Regions from separate parts of the Sus scrofa genome. Here regions 1 and 2 are each linked to region 3. Evidence: chromatin contacts called from public HiChIP or PLAC-seq and promoter capture Hi-C data. All regions are on one chromosome and are shown on one strand. Each heading gives the region's core, a stretch centred on a gene start, on an enhancer-like site or on the middle of the called end of the contact. The rest is flanking DNA. Distances are from core to core; before and after follow the strand shown.

Region 1 (5,015 bases), core at 2,320-4,819, 190 kb after region 3:
AAGTCAAAGTCTAATTGAAGGAGCTATAAATTTAAAAGAGATAAATTTCAAATTCAGTAACATAAACTATCTTGTGGTGCTAGAAATCAGAAGGGTGGTTACCTTTGGAGTACCGAGTGAGGAGGAGCACATGAAAAACTGAGCTAAGCACTTGATACATGTGCATTTTCCATGTTATAACTCAATTGAAACTGACTAATAATAAAAAGTTAAAATTATACACTGTTTCAAAAATTCATGAACATTCTTCATATTTAAGAAAAACATGAGAATAAAAATCCATTTCACCATATAATATGAAGAGTCACTTTACCCAAAGTAATTCTCTCACAGGATAAAACTGCAGGACTATACACATGGACCCTTAAAAGGAGTCACTTGTAATATGATGGATTTTTGCCCATAAAAAGGGTTTGAGTGACAACTGGAGGAAGATGAGTGAAAGATAAATGGGACTCTATATACTACTTCTGCAACTTCCTATGGGCCTTTAATTCAAAAGAAAAAAAAAGGAAAGAAAAACCCCGAAAGAGGTATAATATCTTGGGTAAAGCTATCATAAAAATACAGTGGAAAACACTGAAATAAAAACATAACATCTGTCATGTTTCTATGATGTAGTCTCCAAAAAAGTACATAGACATCAGTAATATGTTCCCAAAAGCCAACATCATGTTTAATAAAGAAATCCTGAAAACTTTCTCTGGAAAGACAAAGGTGTGGCCTTATTATTTTACATTGTTTTACAGATACAAGACCAACAAATTAGAAAAGAAAAATAAAAGGTCAGAAAAGGTGAGAAATGGGGAGGGAGGGTTATTAGAACAATGTGCTATGAAGAATCCTCTCATTGGGTTCATACAAACAGTATGAACCCTACTCAAAATTACCACAATATACCTGAACACAAAATCACATATAACCTCTCTGAAGGGTAATCGCTACAAAGATAGAACTAGTAGAATACTCACCTCAAAATACTTTTTCTCAATTTCTGGATTTTTTCCCATTGTTCGTTGTTCGTAACAACATATAATACAAGTATCGGATCCACTGAGATCTTTTAGGGTTTTCACAAGTGGCTCCAAAGACTGCTCAAAAGGAATGTAATATTTATGACTTTTAAAAATTTATATTACTTTAAAAGGGGTAGGGGAAGTGGAGGGGTAATTATAACTCCTCTACAATTTATCCAATTGTATCAATTTCAGTTTTCAGAGAAAGGATGCAAGTGACTGAATTTTGGAGTACCCATGGATAAACAAATGGAATTAACTGTACAGTTTTTTTTTTTTTTTTTTTGTCTTTGTGCGGCATATAGAGGCTCCCAGGCTGGGAGTCAAATCTGAGCTGTAGCTGCCGACCCACACCACAGCCACAGCAACTCAGGATCTGAGCCTTGTCTGCAACCTACACCACAGCTCCCGGCAACACCAGATCCTTAACTCACTGAGCAAGGCCAGGGATAGAACCTGCATCCTCATGAATACTAGTGGGGTTCGTTAACCACTGAGCCGTGATGGGAACTCCTAATTGCACTCTTAAAAACTGTATTTACTAGAGTTCCCTTTGTGGCTCAGCAGGTTAAGGACCTGATATTGTCTCTGTGAGGATGTGGGTTCAACCCCTGGCCTCACTCAGTAGGTTAAGAATCCGGCATTGTCACAAGCTATGGCGCAGATCAAAGATATGGCTCGGATCTGGCACTGCTGTGCCTGTGGTGTAGGTTGGCAGCTGCATCCCCAGTTTGACTCCTAGCCTGGGAACTTCAATATGGTGCAGGTGGGGCCACTAAAAACAAAACAAAAAATTTTTTCTTTAATTTAACAATCAATAATTTCCCTATAATTCTGACCCTAATTTGAACATAAGTTGGCTCAATGCCCATTACTTAAAAAATGAGTGATGTCTACAATATACACAAACTGATATTTAAAAAAAAATCCTATAAATGTAATAAATTTTGCCACAGAACAATGAATTCTTTACAATACAACTTAACAGTTAAAATCACTAATGTCATATTAAATTTACTTGGAATAGCTAAATAAAAAAAAATAACAATAAAAAATCTTAGCCTTACATAGGAGATCCAAAAGGCAAAATCCTTTAAAAATTTTATAGAAGCCTCTAGTAAAATGCATATAACACTTTTCTCAAAATGCTTCATGGGCCTCTATGTTAAAATCATGAGTGTGTAAGTTGTAGTCCGTGGTGACTTTTATTTTCTCTTTACTGTATCATCAATTACAGAATAAATTTGCATTAAAAGATGTAAAAATGCTTAGACATGTGTGCTTTAGAACCCATGGAAAACGGTGTATGCAACCTCTAAACGAAGAAATTTCACTCATTACTCACCTCTTCGTAGTATATGCAGTCAGCCATCAGTATGTAGTCTGGTGGAGAAGGAAAGTCTTCTATTTCTTCCCCCCTTAAAAATGTCAACCAAATATTTTTCACTGTTGCTTTAATAACTTAAAATATTCTTGTTTTATAAACAAGACCCAGAAAATTCCCTTCGAATTAACCGTACTTACAGTGAAACACAATTTAAAGCAAACTACAAATCGTTATCTAAAAAAAGCTTAAAGGCCATACAAACCATTTCAGTACCTTGGCTTGAATAGAACCAGTGACAAGATGCTTGTTCATATTAATATTCATCTTCAGTAAGTCCTGCAATTCCTCAAGATCGGTGACTATGACATCTGCCCTATAAAATAACATTGATTGAGGTAGAGGCACAAGGTTGGGAAGCCGGTAATGGCGGTTTCTCCAACAAAGCGCCGTCCCTTCCCGCCAGCTCTTACCCGAGGGTAGCAGCCATGAGCCCCACCGCCCCGGTGCCAGAGCCCAGCTCCAGCACCGACCGCTGGCTCAGAGTGTGGGCCCCATCGCCGGAAAACCCGGGCGTTTCCAGGTATTTAGAAAGGACAATGGCAGCGTCCCAAACAACGCAACCCACGCCGCCGGAGCCATACTGCTGCAGTCGTAACACCGTGCCATCTCGCTTCTCCAAAACTCGCACAAAGTTCAGCAGCGTGTCCTCCTCGGATGACTCCAGAGTAGCCGCCATCGCTGCCTGGCAACAAGATGTGGCGCACACAGTGACATCACAACCATGCGCACAGCCCCGCTCCTCGACTGGCTTGGGGCCCCGCTTCTCCTGGCGGAGGTGTTGGCGCCAGAGCGCATGCGCGAAGGCAGAGAGCCCGGAAGGCAAGGCTCCACCAAAGTGCCTACCCCGTGGCCAGGGCTTCCCCTAGGAGCGGAACTGACACGTTCTTCCCAAAATTTCAAGTCTGGCTTCAAGAACTGACAGTTTAGATCAATTTTCCGGACAAAGCTAGTATTATAATCTGCTCTTAAAAAAAAAAAAGCCAACCTGAGTATTTTTACCTGGTTGGAGACTGATTCACACAGCATTTGCCGGCCTTAAATCCAGGCAGCTTCCAAGATTCTACCGAGGATAGCTATCATCCTACTAATTTTAAATTTAGGAGGATAAGATTTTCTAACATGCTAATTTTTCATCTGAATGCAGTAACAGTGAAGGTAAAGTTATCCCTCCAAAGTTTACATCACTTGAATTCTTTAGGATTATGGAATTTTAATTGCACAAAATAGGGAAAATAATTTATTTCTACAGAACTCAACAATCTTACCCCCTTGTTCCATATAATGAAAACACATATTTTAAAAGTCTTTAAAAAATTAAGACTTGGGTGATTTATTAATCTTGTTAGAAACTCTGATACAAAGCACAGTAAAAGGCCACTGACCAGTAAATAAACAACGTGGCTTCTGACTACTTTACAACTGCTGCTGTGGCACTGAGAGCAAAACACACTTTTTCATCACTTTGAGGGAAGGAGTCCAAATCAAATGGCAAATAAAAGTTTTACTCACTTTTCTGATTAAAAAGTTTAATAAAGCTTTAAGTATATGCTGGTTTAAATATTACCAATCTAAAAAAATATTTTAAAAAATTTTATTAACACAGGATTTACAGGGAAAGTTATTAGGTTTTCAAGGCAATGCAGTTGGTTCCTAGGCCATAAGAAACTTGTCCTCTGAATTCATGAATTAGTAAAGTAGCAGATTGTATTATAGGCCTTAAGTCACATAAACTTATATACATTATTAGCACTGTCTTTAAATATACAATATAAACAAAACTGTACATATATGGCATATTAACTTTACATCCCAAAACAATAGGCAACTCGTTAGCTAAAGACATCATAGTCTGCAAAAACAAAAAGGCACATCTGTATAAGATATATGCCCTTTTTCCCTCTATGATTGGGTTAGGTAGTCTGTTTACATTTTGACAAAATAATAAACACAGTGCATTCTATTATTTTCATTCTCTTTTTCATTTTTGTCTTCAGCAGCAAATTCTGGCATTTAAGACATGGCATTAAAGAGTTTAAGAACAGTGGGTGTTATTCACAATTTTCCTAAATGTAAAAACTAGATGTAAAAACTAGAAGATGGTCAAAGAGGCTTAAAAAATCAGTATCACTCACCCCCCCCATACGTGTGTAAATTCACTGCCTTAAAAAGTCATCTATTACTCAAATTTGAAAAATTCCACAAATGCACTATCCCCTTTCAGTGCAATCAATTATCACTTTAAACCATATTTTAGCAGAGTCTACAGTGCAAATATAATTTCTTTATACTGGCCTTTTGGCAGCACTGAGGATCTAAGACAAGGCAATGCTACTGATCACCTGAGGATAATGGTAAAGGACTTCTGTATTTTCATTTTTCCAATTTTTAAAAGCTTATTTGATCAGTAGCATTTTTGTAAGAGCATTATTTTTAAAAAGTACTAAAATACTATGCATTTTTGAATAAATTAAAAAAAAACTTTACAAATACCATTCCAGTGTCAATGACTACATATGGCTAAGGTCATTGAGGAGTTTCTGCATTTTCTAGCAAAGGCAGTCTATACAATGGGGGGTGCGAAAGCTCCCGTTTATAAGTCTTTGGTGGCAGTT
Region 2 (4,760 bases), core at 1,895-4,394, 170 kb after region 3:
GTATAATAATGTTAACAATAACAACAAAAAAGTGAAGCCAAAACAAAAATACACACATATATGTGTAAACATTTCTTTCAGCATCATTTGGAAGAGCACAGGACCTGACAATTAAAATGTTCTTTAACAGATGATAGTCAAATAAACTCTGATACAACCAAAATTTAGATTTTATAAAGTCATGAGAGAGAATGAGGTAAATCTGTACGTGATAATATTCAATACGGAATGTGTTACAAGATACCTTAAGTGAAAAAGGAGTGGGTACAGCCTGTACAGTATGTGTAGCATATAGTTGCTTCCTTGTATATAAAAAGGTATCAAAGCATTCACTCATTTATTCAAACTAAATTACTGGTAAGTGCCTCCTCTCCATGTATTTACTTTTATTGGGTTTATTATAGATTTTATCTATGTTGGTCTAAGAAGCGATGGTGCCATCATCTCCAAGTCAAAATAAAGAGAAAGGGGATTAAGATCTTGGTGCCTCCTTATACCCTCAGGAAAAAAAATGGAATAGAATTGCTACCATCGCGTCCCTTCATTATCCTCCTCACTGAAATATCCTACTCCCTTTAAGCTGGTACGGATGGCTTCTTGGGGATGGGTTGTATGCTTTTGAAAAATCTATAATACTGAGTTTGGTGCTGAGCTCTTAAGCCATTTGTGGGCTGAAAAACAGCTGGGTTCTAATTTTCATCCAGCAGTGTAAACTAAGGGGTGAATACGGGAGAGTATATAAAGAAAAAGATTCCACCTATGTTTCCAGGGAATTTCCAGACCAAGAGTATGGTGGAAGCAGCTGGACCAGTGCATTAGAGACCATGAGGTTCAGCTCCATACACTTAACCTTGGAACAGTAATGTGATGAAAAGCATATTCTCATGAGGGACGTCAAAATAGTTTCTAGTCTCTTGGGTTTGGTACCTTAACTCTCTCAAGGCGATAGAGCATAGTGAGTTAAGAGAAAGGCTCCACAGCCAGCTTCCAAGATTGGGTCTTGGTGATGATCATGTATTAGCTATTTGACTTTGACTAAGTTACTCTCTGGTCTTACTTTTCTAATCTGTGAAATGGACATAATTCCAGCACCTATCTCCTAAATTTGCCATGATGATGAAAAAAGTAAACAGACAAAATACATACCACTACTTAACCAATGTTACTATATCCTTAAAAGCTAATCTGTTTCAGAAAAAAAAATCATATTTCTGAACAGTGAGCATTAAAAGCTTTAAATCTCTCACTGCTCCTCCCTCTCCAAGCTCCCTGAGGCCGAGAATGAAAATAATGGACATGATCTTTGTCTCCTAAATTCAACAGAGCAGTTTTTCCTAGCCATGTTGTCTACTGCAATGCAAATTAATGTAAACTATTCATTTTATCTCAAAATCATTTCAGAATCCCACAGTCATTAATTTCAAACCCAGACTTGCCTTTGTACTTAATTACTCCCTCTTCTCTCAGGAGTTGAGAATGTAGCACTTTCACTCATTTACCTTGGTGGTGGCGGCAGTGGCAGTGCTTGAAAGAATCCAACAGAGCATTGGAATTGATGTGTCAGAAATTCCCATCTGCTCCTGCAGAAAAGAGATACCCTCTCAGTCGAGTTTCTAGGACATGGCAGTTTCCCTGCCTTGCTGGCAGGATATGGGGTTCCAGAAAAGGAGGTAGTTGGAGGATCCTGAGCAAGCCCTTACCTGTCTATACCTGAGTTTCATCAGCTCTAAAACAAAGGAATTGAATTAAATGGTGCAGTGGTTCTTTCCAAGCTAAAAGACTACAAAGATATGAACCCTGTCTCAGGAAGCTGGGCTCTTTTTTGTTTTGTTTTGTTTAACCTATGCTGAAATACTCCCCTCTGACCTTAACACTGCCACATGCCTAAATACAAAGACCTGGTGAAATAATAATAACAGATCCCAGTTACTAAGTACCAAGTGCTTTATATACATCGTTACATGAATGCTCACAATAAATCTTTGAGGTAGCTATTAATTTTTCAAATACCCAGAGAGAACCAAACGGAAGGCCAAAGTGGGAGCCTAGATTCTTCTCTGTAAAAGAGGAACCTGGACTGGATGGGTAAGGCCCCTTCCAGCTTTAAACCATCTGTAGTCTAGAGTCAATTGCATTTTCCCCCAAAGTCAGCCGCATTTGGGGTGGTGGTCCTGGAACTGAGCAATTCCTGTGGGGTTCTCCCTGATATACAAAGTATGAAATGGCAACATCATCCTTGGCCTTCTACTTTGCAAATTTGTTTTGTGTTGGCCATGCTGGTTTTATGAAGCAGCTTGTGAAGGTGCTTAGAGACCTTGAGAGCCTCCAGGGAACACATTCTGTACATTTGATTTAAACCTCCTCCCTTCCTCTAAAAAAAAAAAAAAAAAAAAAAAACTCAGTCCCCTCCACAGTTTCACTCAGGAGAGAGATTCAGCTGAGTTCCCCTCCTGTGGCTTTTCAGCTTGCGTCAGGCCGCTGGGCAAGGCTGAACCAGAGCTCGGAATGACGTGACCTCACTTTTGGTGTCTGGTTTCAAAGCACTTATTTAAGGCTCTGATTCTACTGCAGCTGCACATTTTCTGCGCCATTCTCTTCCATCCCTGCCTTAAACGTTTCAGTCTACCCAGCCAAGCTCTCTCTCTCTCCCCGTTTCTCTCCCACACATATTCTCATTCATTCCCCATCTCTTTGAAGATGTTTCATAGTTGAAAATAAACACATCAAAATTAAGACGGTTCCCTGTGACAATAAAGCATATACAGAAGTGAAAGCCAGAGTTCTTAAAACCTCAGTCATTAGGGAATGTCTTTGAAACCATCCTCCTCTTTACAAGGCTGAGAGCTACAATAAATACAACTCGTCAGAGACTCAGACATACTCAGAATGAGAAAGGCACACATTTATTATGAGCAGCTGCATTCATCTGAGTTCCTGGAGGGGTGTGGGGGAAGACTGGCATTCATTCACTGCTCTGGAAGAACCTGATGCCATCTGCACCCAGAGAAGCTTGTTCCCAGCACCATGTGTAGAACCCATCAGGCAGGGACATCTACACAGACATGACCAACTTCTCCAGGGAGCTGGGTGCACTGGGCCACCAGGGGCTGGACCCAACCCTGCATCCTGTTCTCTCCTTGGATCCACCAGCATCTCGGAGTGGGCGGGGCCGTGGAGGAGGGCTTCCAGAGCAGTTCTCCATCCTCCTACTCCACACCACTCCTCCCCCAACCCCAACCCTCCAAAGAAACATTTTAAGGGCCCTAAGTCTGCAGTCTGCCTTCCAGGTGGAAGAGGGGCAGGGCCCAGCCAAGCACCTTTAAACCCCTCATCCCTCAGGGATTAAAATCCTGCCATCTGTGAAAAGAAGGCACCACTTTATTTCCGTCTGGGCCATCACTTGGGTGGGGCTTTCCTTCTAGATAGTTTTTAACAAATAGAAATACAGACCACGCAGTTAAATTTGAATTTCAGATAACAAATATGTTTTGGTATAAATATGTCCCCAACACTGCAAGGGGCATGCTTATACTAAAACATTTTTTTGTTATTTATCTGAAATTCAAATAGAACTGGGTGTCCTGTAAGTTATCTGGCAACCATACTCCCCTTAGTCTTCTCTCCCCCCAGGCCTTTCCAGGGAGTGTTTATTTTTGCTGTGTGTGCTCATACAGAAAGTTTTCACTTCTGATTCTCCTGGGATTCCTGGCGAAAAGGCAAAGACTTCAGGCCACATCCACTGAATGTGGTAAGACCCAGAAATACACATTTTACCAAGAATCTAGGTGCTTCTGATGCATATGTGTATGTTATCTATTGCTTCCTAACAAATATCCCTAAAACACAGAAGCTAAAAACAACCAACACTGATTATCCCAAAGTTCCTATACATCAGGAAGGTGGGATTGACTTAGCTTTGGGATTCTGGCTAAGGGGTTCTCATGATGCTGTAATCAAGGTGTTGGTTCAGGCTGCAAACACTTCCAGACTGTGCCTGTGCTGGAGAAGCTGCTGTCAATCAGGTCTTTTTTGACTTTTAGCTGAAAACATTGGTTCCCCATCACATGGCTCTGCTGGATTTTCCCCCAAGCTAGGGTGTGTGTGTGTGTGTGTGTGTGTGTGTGTGAGAGAGAGAGAGAGAGAGAGAGAGAGAGAGAGAGAGAGAGAGAGGGAGAGAGAGAAAGAGAGACTGAGACTTTTTAAGACAAATCCAAATCCAGACTAAGAGAAATTATCCATATTGAGAGGCAGGAATCTTTGGGGGCTGTCTTAGAGGCTGTCCACCACCACTGTCAAGTTTGATAATGACTATTACAGATTAGTCCTCAACACACTGCAACCAAAACCACATTTTAGAAATAGGAGACAGTCCCCATTGTGGCCCAGAAGAAACAAATCTGACTAGAATCCATGAGGATGCAGGTTCAATCTGTGGCCTTGTGCAGCGGGTTAGAGATCCGGCATTGCCCTGAGCTGTGGTATAGGTCACAGAGGAGGCTTGGATCCTGAGTTGCTGTGGCCGTGGTGTAGGCTGGCAGCTGTAGCTCCGATTGGACCCCTAGCCTGGGAACCTCCATATGCCATAGGCACAGCCCTAAAAAGACCAAAAAAAAAAAAAAAAAAAAATTAAAAAATGGGAGGCAAAGCCTTTTTTTTTTTTTTTTAATTTATAGGGCCGCACTCAAGGGAGTGGCATATGGAGGTTCTCAGGCTAGGGGTCCAATCAGAGCTGTAGCCGCCGGCCTACACCAGAGCCACAG
Region 3 (4,908 bases), core at 142-2,641:
ATGAGAAACTACTACTAATCACAGTAAAAGATATTTAAAAAGGAAAAGCATGGGAAGTCTTGAAAATACTGTAATTTTTAAGAAACGTGGATTGCTCCTGACGGCTCAAACACTCAAAAGACGGGCTTTAGAGGAAACCCAAACCCAGTAAACGCGCCGCACTGAACGGCAAATCCCACGGGAACCACTGGCCTCCCACGTGTCTCTCAGGAAATGCACAAAACGAAGGAAAAAGAAAGCCAAAGGGAGTTGGGTGAAAGGTTTAAAACAGCAGATAGGGATTCACAGGGAGATGGAGGGCACACGAAGCCTGGGGTGGGCAAGAGAGAACTCGCAGAGCATCTGGCAGGCGCCGAGGACGGAGAAGAGGCCTGGAAGCAAAGCAGGGGGAGGCTTTCATCTGGAGAGCGGGCGGCCAACGGGCCCCACCCAGTGGATCTGCTTCTCAGGTTCCAATGGGGGCGGAGGAGGAGAGCGCGCGGAAGAGAAAAGCAGAGAGGGGAGAAGACGCTAGAATAGCTACAGGTGGGCGCGGGTCAGAGCCCGGGCTGCGCGGGAGCAGGGCTGGCCCCACCTGGGAGCCTCCGAGCCGCCGTAGCCCCGCCCCTCCGCGCGTGGCGCCCCTGACGCTTGGCGCGCAGGCCGCTCTCCTTACAGAGGTCGCTCTTGTCCCGAACGGTCGGCCTCTGCTGCGCCTGCGTCGTCGGGAGGGGAAGTGAGGCGGTTTCCTCGGCGCCTTTTCCGGCGGCGGCGGCGGTAGAACTGGGAGGAGGCGGTGGAGGCCGGAGGGAGCCCGCGCTCTGGGCGGCGGCTGGAGGTAACCTCCTGGGCTGAGCTGGAAAGGCGGGCTCCTTCGGCCTCCGCTCTCTTCTGGGGCTCCCGCAGTAACTCCCTTTTTCCTCTCTGTGTTTCTGCAGGCAGCGCACCGAGTTCCCGCGAGGATCAATGACCCGACGGGGCGCCGGAGCCGCTCTGCTCTCGTGTGGCCTGGGTCAGTGGTGAGCGCGGTGCTCCGCGGACCGGAGGCCGGGCCGAAGGGCCGCAGTCTCCCGCGGCGGAGTGAGGTGAAGGCGGCCGAGCAGGAGCCGGCGGCGGCGCTTGTACGGCGCCTGCGGGGGGAAGGGCAGTTCCGGGCCGGGCCGCGCCTCAGCAGGGCGGCGGCTCTCCCAACGCAGACTCAGGCCGCGGCGACGGGAGGAATCAAGTTGTGTGGTCGGTGATGCCCGAGTGAGCTACGGGCCCGGGCCTCTGCCCTGAGGAGGCAACTCCCACGCAGGCCGCACGGGCCCCCTCGCGACTGGGAAGCTCCGTTTCGGTTTCGCGGCGGCGGCGGCGTTGTTGGAGGGGACCCGGGACACCTGAATGCCCCCGGCCCCGGTTCCTCCGAAGCGATGGGGAAGGTGCTATCTAAGATCTTCGGGAACAAGGAAATGCGAATCCTCATGTTGGGCCTGGACGCGGCCGGCAAGACAACCATCCTGTACAAGTTGAAGCTGGGCCAGTCGGTGACCACCATCCCCACCGTGGGTTTCAACGTGGAGACGGTGACTTACAAAAACGTCAAGTTCAACGTATGGGATGTGGGCGGCCAGGACAAGATCCGGCCGCTCTGGCGGCATTACTACACCGGGACCCAGGGTCTGATCTTCGTAGTGGACTGCGCCGACCGCGACCGCATAGACGAGGCCCGCCAGGAGCTACACCGCATTATCAATGACCGGGAGATGAGGGACGCCATAATCCTCATCTTCGCCAACAAGCAGGACCTGCCTGATGCCATGAAACCCCACGAGATCCAGGAGAAACTGGGCCTGACCCGGATTCGGGACAGGAACTGGTATGTGCAGCCCTCCTGTGCCACCTCGGGGGACGGACTCTATGAGGGGCTCACATGGTTAACCTCTAACTACAAATCCTAATGAGCATTCTCCACCCATCCCCCAGAAGGAGAGAAATCAAAAACCCATTCATAGGATTATCGCCACCATCACCTCTTTGAATTGCCACTTTCTCTTCTTTTGAATTTGAACTTTGGAGTTACAGTTCTACGGTTTGGGGGAGGGGGTTAGGGGGTTTCTTTTTTGTTTCTTTTCTTTTTCTTTCTTTCTTTTTTTTTTTTTGGCTTTGCGTTAGGATGCTCTGAGCTGACTTTTGACACGAACACAAAGTACTTAGATACTCTCGTTGACTTCCAGCAAATGGGATGGGGGAAATACAGCAGTTCTTGATAAATTCCTTTATAATAATGGTTTGATTTTTTTATTTCGAGAGAATCTTCTTTTCCAATGTATGCTTTTTTCCTTTTTGCCCAGTTTCCTTATCACTTGCTGTAGATGGCTTATTTTGCATTCATGCAGACTATGTTGCAAGTCTGTTTCATCTAGTAAACTGAAAATTATTGCTTAATCAAACTGCCGTTTGTCTTTTATATTTAAGGCCTTTTCCCCCTCCCTTATGAATTCCAACTTAGTAAATTCAAATGTGACCTTTTATATCTAAGACCAGTATAGTAAACTTAGCCCACAGGGGCAAATAATGAGTAATATCATTGTAATATGTTCCAGTTGCACATCAGTATGTTAAAACAGGTAATGTAAGTTCTTTGAAATGTCAGCTTTTAAGTTCTGAAACATACATCATGCATGAGTAAGGATAAAACTCAAGTTCCCCTTTACAGAGCTAACTTACAGTGCATAAAAATATGAAAATGTAACCAGTCAAGGACACAGATTTTTTTTTTCACTGCAAAGTTAGCAACTTTGCTGTGTTTTCCCTCTTTTTTAACTTTAAAAACAGACTCTTCCAGAAAATGGAGCAATAATGTTGTATGCCATATACAAAAGAAATATTTGTAGATATTTTAAGTGACTTTTGGGCAAAACTGGAATATATCTTTTACTATGTTTCAAATGTCTAAGACCAATCATATTAAAATTACCAGAATGTTTACTTTGTTCATTAATAAAGCATTTAACAATTCAAGTTATATGCACCTTTTACCTAGTTGGAAAGAAAAACATTCCTGTTTCCACATTACAGCAACTGAATAAGCTGAAGATATCTTTTTTTAATAGACGAGTGATTCTTATCTCCATTAATTAGAACACTGGAAAAGATGTTTTATAAGAAAGGTATTCTTTTTGATTGTAGGATTAACTCATGCAAATAGTCAGATATCCTGTTGGTTCAATGATACACCATCTCCTTTAAGGAAGGAAATGTGAGATGAATGAATGATGTGTAGACTTGAAGAATGACAAAGGGGAAGTAGGATGTAGAGAAAGAACCTACAGATGACAATGAATGTAAACTTATTCAAGGGTAAGCAGTGTGCTCACTGGTGATATCCAGATCTTAACAAGATGACTTGCTTAGCTGGTTAGGACCAGTAACAAGATTATTGAGACCACTATGGTAATACTTTGAACCAAATGTTAATGCTTGATACAGAATTGTGTGTAACAGCATCTGGTTCTTATATAGCCTTAAGGATTAATTTTAGAGATCCTCAAGGAATTAGGGTATTTCACAAATGTAGACTGCAATGGCAGCATACAGGAAAAGGCCGAGTGGGTTTTGTTTATGAGGGTATCTGAAAACTAAAATTGAGCGGGATGTCATGGTATATGATTGGACAGTATTGGTCCTTCATGTTTTGGCCATATTGTATAACGGAGCTTTTACCAAAGATGTTTGAGCAACATAAGGCTATAAAAAAGTAACTTCAAACTTTTGACAAACATTTTACTTAAAGTAGAGGAGAAAAGGTGCTATGTTGTAGGCTCCTGATGGTGCAGAGGGATTTTTGAATTCAAAATGCAACTAAAGTATAAAGTTCAGTTTCACTTTAGTAGAAGCATCTCTAGAAATGAAGCTGATATATCTAAACATTTTAGCTGCTTTTAAAATTCCCAGTTTCATCATAAATTTAGTGTTTTAAATGATTACTTATTAAGGTACATAAACATGGATTATACAAATATCAATGTTATAGTAACATCCTGAAACAAGACAAGCACAAAGGTATTAATGCCTAAACTGGAGGAAACTTGAAACCCTCATGTAATTCTTAAATGTAGTATTCTAACTTGTGACAGACAAATTGGTAGGCAGCCATTTTTTTGTGTCTTAAAAAAAACTGGGGGCATAGTTAAAATTTTATACATCAAGTGATTGCTATGGAATGTAGCAGGTGAGATGTTATTTTTAGTTTATTTGAAATGTCTAACTGAAGGTTGGGGGAGGGGGGAGCAAATATTTGAAATTTGGAAAACCCTAAACATTTGGGTAAGAAACTGTAATTTTCACTTATATTTTCTTTAAGGATATAAAAGGTTGATAATTGATAAATTGAACCATAACCATTGGTGATCATGGAGCAGGTAATTATAGCCTGCAGAAAAAGTTATAATCTTAAGAATTTAAGAAATAAGATCCTGAAGTTTTTGTTTAATTGCATCAATTTCTGTATTTTCTGTGAATTTATAAACTGCAGTAAGTTTTGAATGAGGTTGATCTTGTCTAATATAAGTAAATGAGTCTGTAGACTGTGATCTCCCCAAACTAAAAAGTACAGTACTTGGAATTGTGTTCTTCATGGTTGTAGTGTTGGTAAAGCACTAATATGCAGAAAATAAAGGAATTACACAGTGCAGTTTCTCCCTTTATGTTACTCGTTTGAACTAGATTAAGTGGGATGTGTGGTGTGTTGGGCCATGTTACTCTCCAGGGATATATGGTATAAAGTGACTTAATTTGGGAGTCAGCTAGTTTTTAATAAGAGCAAAAAAGAATCATTTTGGTTCTTGTAGTCCTGGCTATATAAGAAGATTTTGCCCTGACTTAGTTCCACCAAATTTAATTTGATTTTATGATAACTCATGACACAGAAACAGTTGAAAACTTGAA

Evidence for each region. Promoter capture Hi-C pulls out the DNA fragments that hold promoters and counts their contacts. HiChIP or PLAC-seq counts read pairs in DNA pulled down with a chosen protein or histone mark.
Region 1: a promoter capture Hi-C map of fetal liver shows a contact between it and region 3, with 1.8 times the contacts expected there. The contact joins the promoter of VCPKMT here to the promoter of ARF6 in region 3. A contact is called at or near these places in 3 of 5 promoter capture datasets (fetal liver, liver and skeletal muscle), 5 of 47 Hi-C or Micro-C datasets (alveolar macrophages, blood, embryonic fibroblasts and 2 more) and 2 of 2 datasets of contacts at active chromatin or transcription factors (alveolar macrophages and skeletal muscle).
Region 2: a contact with region 3 is called in an H3K27ac HiChIP or PLAC-seq map of alveolar macrophages. The contact joins the enhancer-like site here to the promoter of ARF6 in region 3. A contact is called at or near these places in 3 of 5 promoter capture datasets (fetal liver, liver and skeletal muscle), 5 of 47 Hi-C or Micro-C datasets (alveolar macrophages, blood, embryonic fibroblasts and 1 more) and 2 of 2 datasets of contacts at active chromatin or transcription factors (alveolar macrophages and skeletal muscle).

The regions. Positions count from the first base shown.
Region 1 is chr1:179,903,870-179,908,884 of Sscrofa11.1, forward strand. It overlaps VCPKMT (protein-lysine methyltransferase METTL21D), which reads right to left and starts at 3,570. Exons shown (of 6, transcript XM_021101519.1): 1 at 2,814-3,570; 2 at 2,606-2,716; 3 at 2,362-2,434; 4 at 972-1,091; 5 at 1-23. The coding sequence starts at 3,079. It overlaps SOS2 (son of sevenless homolog 2), which reads right to left. Exons shown (of 23, transcript XM_021101439.1): 23 at 3,709-5,015. The coding sequence ends at 4,927.
Region 2 is chr1:179,881,632-179,886,391 of Sscrofa11.1, forward strand. It overlaps LOC110262125 (a long non-coding RNA gene), which reads right to left. Exons shown (of 3, transcript XR_002346707.1): 2 at 1,500-1,580. Among named protein-coding and RNA genes, the nearest start is that of VCPKMT, 23 kb to the right of the region's middle. Within about 2 kb of position 3,145, at least 55 of the 83 cell types and tissues checked have an H3K27ac peak or open chromatin away from gene starts, as enhancers often do. A contact at or near this core is called in alveolar macrophages, embryonic fibroblasts, fetal liver and 1 more, where this site is marked.
Region 3 is chr1:179,712,646-179,717,553 of Sscrofa11.1, forward strand. It overlaps ARF6 (ADP ribosylation factor 6), which reads left to right and starts at 1,392. Exons shown (of 1, transcript NM_001078677.1): 1 at 1,392-1,919. The coding sequence starts at 1,392. The coding sequence ends at 1,919.